2 separate regions of the Gossypium arboreum genome follow, and region 1 is linked to region 2. The links are chromatin contacts, called in public Hi-C maps. All regions are on one chromosome and are shown on one strand. Each heading gives the region's core, a stretch centred on a gene start, on an enhancer-like site or on the middle of the called end of the contact. The rest is flanking DNA. Distances are from core to core; before and after follow the strand shown.

Region 1 (2,700 bases), core at 183-2,682, 170 kb before region 2:
CTTACAATGAAAAGGATAATAAAACTAGCATTATAGAACAAAATCAGTTTGTACAAGTTTTAGACACCTAATATATACATATGCATTTATATATATGTGTGTAATATAAGAATGTCTTCATGTCCGCTTGTGTATTTTTACAGGCAGCATTGCACATTTACAAATTCTGACAGAGATGAAGGTTGAAATGGTTGACAAGTAGAAAGGGAAAAGTACATATAAGAAAATGGGTAATTAGGGATAGGGCATTGCAAAAATGGCAATATACTTTAGCATGAATAAATGGATTAGAAAAATATTTCCAAAACCGTCTGATCCTTTAAAAAATTTAACCATTTTCCCCTGAACTTCAGATAACACACGTATATGTATATAGCAATTTCCTGAAGAACAGTTATATGCAGACCATATTTCCATTTCCTTTTTTATATATTAAGAAATAAAAATATTTAATTTCAAAGACAACCCAACTGGCATTTCTTAATTATAGGTGAAAAAAAAACACCCAGTTCTCAAAGCAAATTATTTAACCAATAATCATAATTGAAGTAAAGACAAAATAAAATTTTACAACCCACAGTGGTAAAGACTATAAGCCTGAACTAACCCGGCGATCAAAAAACCGAACAGCCCTTGGATCCTGTAAAGGAAGAGACCAAATGATCAGGGAAACGAAATATAGTTCAAATTAAATCATTTTTTTTCAAACCATATTAAGTATTGATATGGCATTTTCTCCCCCATTTTACCTGTTCCTGTTCGGTTTCATTATATAAGTAAATAAACATTAAAGGAAAAAAAAACCATAATTAGTAATATAAATCCCAATAGATAGAAAAAGAAAGGGGGCTTACATTCGGTAGAGTTTTGAAAAATGAGAGAAACCCTTGAGCCTGCTTAGCGTCTGTTAACAGTAACCCAAAAAAAACAAAACCAAAAAAGGAGAAAAGTATTATCAACCATAAATTCCTGGAAAAAAATTATCAAAAGAAAATTAAAAGCATAAAAATAAGTTTCTAACAGAAAAAGGAGTGAGTGGGTACCTAGTTTGAGCTCTGGAAGCTTGTTTTGTTCATCAAAATTTTCATCCATTTTCGAGACAACTCACCAAAAAGCCCAAAAACGGGGGAAAAAAAGAGAAAGAAAATGGCTACTTTTCAGCTTCAGAGAACACAAACCAAAAACCTATTCTTATTCTGTAGAAAAACAAAAACACAAAACCTAAAATAAAGGGCCTTTTTCTGATGGCGGGAAAGGAATTGGCGGGGTTTTGAGAAGGGGTCTCCGAAGTACTCCATATTTCTTGGTTGTGTTGAAGTTGGATCAACCTGACCTAAGCTTGGGCCAAGTCCTGAACACAGATGATAACTTGGAGACTCAATTTATAACCAGAATTGGGCCTTTCTTTCATTTCATCCACTATGCACAAAGCCACAAATTTGTAAGTATCTCAATTCTACTTCATATTTTCTTTTAGGTTTAATACTACTTTGTATGTCCGTATCATAATAATATCATTTGTGCTTGTCAATTTAATTGGTTTTAAAAATTTAAAATTGATAATACATATTAATAATATATTAACTATATATTTATTGTTTTATTTTGAAGTCTCGAAATATAATATTAAAATATTATAATAAATAAAGATATTAATTGTTAAAATAAATTGAAAAATTTAGATTTGAAATATTATATTAAAATAATTAATAAAAATAGATATTTCAATATTTTATTATAAAATTTTGTACTAACAGATAAATTAATTCATGAAAAATAAATAATGACTAGTAATAAAAGAATTTTATTATAAAACATTAATTTAAAAAAGAGTCCTATGAATTGTAATATACGTTCAATAATTAAGTAATGTTTAAATTAATTTAATGTAAGTTACTATTTGATAAATTAAAAATTAAATGCAGAAAATAAATTTTGAAAAATTTAAGTACTAAATTTAAGTTATAAAATTGTTTGATAAACATAAATTTTAAATTAAAAATATTCTACATATTATCCTTAATTTTAAATATTTCACTTTATTTTAAATAAAATCAAATTTTAAACATAAAATTTTATTGGATAATATAATAATAAAATAAATAAAATAAAATAAAATTGAATTGGTTGAAAATATCCTCCATTAAGTGATAAGTAATTCTTGTCTACTTATTATTTTCAATGTTCTATCAAACAAGCCCTAATTTAAAAGACAATATGTAAAAAGAAATTTATCCAAATTGAAAATAAGTGCCTTAAACGAGGGAGTGTCCATTTGTTAAAAAACTATAATGTGAACATGTTTGTTTATTTCTATTTTAGATAAACCTTATAATATATAATATTAGTCTTCTTACCTGTGATGCATGAGTTTAGTGTATAAATTAATTATAATCCTAAAAGCAATGTAGATTTGTTGAATTTGAATATAGTAAGAAGTTAGTTAATAAGTAAATTCAAATAATTTAACATGTGCAAATGATAATATTGATTATATGATGAAAGTCTTAAGGCTCAATTTCAGACTCATGGATGTGATGGACTTACACTACCTCAAAGCCCAACAATAAGGTCAAAGGTCAAGCAAATCAAACCAAGATTCGATCAAAGACAAAATGCGAGGATGAATCTTTTCGAGAAAACAAGGAATGATACATGCACGGAATGAGTGAAATTTATTGAAGTAAATTCAATCAAGCT
Region 2 (2,700 bases), core at 138-2,637:
TTGCCGATAAAAATTGAACCAAGCTGTAGATTGCTCGTTATTGGACACTGGTAAATCAGCTGTATTGGAAATGCTAGGATCCAAACTATCCATACAGGGTCTCTTCTTTCCATCCTCGCTTTCAATTGAGCTTTCTTCCATATCATGCGCCATGTGTGTCTGGCCCAATCCTTTTAAAGATTCCCCATAATTCACGACATTACTACTCATGAATCCTTCTAAATTAAATCCCAATGTAGGATTGATCATCATCCCTGATTCCCTCCTTATTCCATCCCTTAAATTTCTACCTAAATTAGGTTGTCCCTGATTCATTTCCTGCAACTCCCCATCTCCTTCCTCCTTTAGCCACACACTATTCATGACAGCAACTCTCATTGAATGTGCTTTCAAAGATAAATCCTATCCAAATTCTACAGCTTCTACACCTTTTTTAAATCTAACGGGGTAGAAAGAATCATTATGGCCTAAGCAACCATATAAAAAACAGAATAATGTCAATCTCTCATACTTAAAATTTACGTAAGTACACTTCCTGGGAGAGATCATGATTTTCTTTCCTCTGCTTCAAAGGGCATCTAACCTCTAATTGAACCCGAACACGTAAATAATTTTTCATTCCCCTACTCAGTTCTTTCATATCATATTCCAAGAATCTACTAATAAAATTTCCAAGTTGTTTCATTACATTCTCCGGAAAAAAACCCTGGAGGTAGATCATGCACTTGAACCCAAAATGATGAGAAAATTAAAGACAGTTGCATAAGGTCTTCGTTCTCCTTGAGTCGATGCATAATCAATAAATGATTATTGAAAGTCCACAGAGCCCCATTTGTCACTCGTTCAATGTCCATCTTATAAAAAAACTTAAACAATTATCTCCTTTCCCTCAGATTTGAGATCTAAACACCCCCTAAAGGGAGCCAAAGGTTCGCTATCTTACTCTTCATTGCTGGAAAATAGACTACGCTTGACGTAAGGAAGCAACCAACCAAGCAAAACTCATAGACCAATTTTAAAGAATCAAACTTAGTAGGCAATAACATCACTTCTTCTTTCCCATCATCTAACTTCAACCCCTCCATCTCATTCTCCATGACTATCACCTTATACCACCCGAACACCAAAATAAACCTAGGCAGAAGAAAGTAACCGACTGACTACTCAAAACGAAACACAACAAAAAAACAAAGAAAACAAAAAGTTAGAGACGTGCTACAAGGAGCATACCAAAGAGAGAGCAAACCTTAATATTATGTATTATAACTGCAAATTTGTTTTGTTTTGTTTTTGTTAGTTTTGTAACTTAAGGAATAAAATTTAAAACATTTTAATGTTAGAATAAGTATCAAGAATATGTTTAAAGTTAAATAACAAATAAAATAAAATTCAGTATCCACCGATAATATAAGATTGTCTTTTCGTCCAAAAATTATTTGTCTTGGATTCTTTTTAGATTTTTTTATTCTCCACTAAGTAGCGAATGTTATTCATTAATTTATTCATAAAAGCGTAAATAATAAAAATATTTCGGTCTTCTCTCAAAGGAAACTATGTTAATACCTTCTTCTCATTATTTATTATTATAATTTTTTTTTGCATGAATTCCAAACCCTAACATTGATTTCTCTCACCTTTTTTTTCTTTTATTTTCACAAAAACCAACAAATTTCTTCGAACGGCAACTATCCATGGACGCGCGTCGTATGTCACGAGCCGTCCCCAGAGTCCGCCAAGTCGGCTTCTTCACTCCTAACACGCCGGTTCAGCAGCCTCGGCCGCAATCAGCCGCTCCAAGCTCCGAATCGCCTCCACTCTCTGATTCTCCTGCCAGCAACTCCCTCTCTCCCGTCATGATACCGCCGCCGCGTCACCTCTCCGACAACCTTGGCGGACGCACCGCCGCTGTGCCCGTTCCTGGGCGGGAAAACTCTGGAGAGCTTCCTACCGTTGGAAGTTACAACCTATCAGAGTCAGTGTTGTGGTTGGATTCACCGCCTCGTAGTCGAATTGGTGACGAAGAGCTCTCGGAGGGGGCAGAGTCGTCGTTGGGATGGTATCGGAGGAGTAATTCAGCAAAATTTGCCTCAAGTCTTCCCAGTGGCGGTTTCAATTTGTCTACAGTGAAGCATCCGGAAAGTGTTGCTGCAGTGGAAGCTAAGAATCCATTGCCTGGTAAATATAATAACTTTTTGAATACAATAAACGACTTTCAAAGTATTTGGATTAAATGAAACTTTGCTGCAGGAAAAAGTGAAGCGCAAAAGGAGCAAGCATCAAGTTCAAAGCCTCTAAAAGCGAAAACAACAAAAGCTGAGAGACGTGCCTTGCAGGAGTCTCAACGGGCTGCTAAAGCTGCTTCTAAAGGTTCGAAACAGTAATATTTTCTTTCTTTTAGTGGGAACATTAAGAGAATTTGAGAACAGGTTCAAGGGATGATGATTAAGCACATGTTGCAATCAGTTGCAAGCTTCCCCCTTTACTTAAAGAAAATAGGTTCTTAATCTGATTGAAATAGAAATGCCTTTTATGAAGTGAGTTCATCATCAAACTCAAGCTGTACATGTGATTTAGTCTAATGAGCCAAGTCATCTAATTTCTAGTTTATAGTTTCTACCCGTAGGACGTTCAAATTATTGAATAGCTTGTTGAAGTCTGTTAGCATTTCCTTAGTATTTGTTTCTTTGACTCCCTGTGAAT

What was found. Hi-C and Micro-C count contacts between places; a contact is called where the count stands out from the background.
Region 1: a Hi-C map of leaf shows a contact between it and region 2, with 3 times the contacts expected there. The contact joins the promoter of LOC108457313 here to the promoter of LOC108454226 in region 2. A contact is called at or near these places in 2 of 5 Hi-C or Micro-C datasets (both in leaf).

The regions. Positions count from the first base shown.
Region 1 is chr9:44,963,309-44,966,008 of ASM2569848v2, reverse strand. LOC108457313 (DNA mismatch repair protein MSH2) reads right to left here and starts at 1,432. Exons shown (of 13, transcript XM_017756301.2): 1 at 1,044-1,432; 2 at 855-904; 3 at 608-640. The coding sequence starts at 1,092.
Region 2 is chr9:44,794,667-44,797,366 of ASM2569848v2, reverse strand. LOC108454226 reads left to right here and starts at 1,387. Exons shown (of 7, transcript XM_017752611.2): 1 at 1,387-2,175; 2 at 2,248-2,367. The coding sequence starts at 1,692.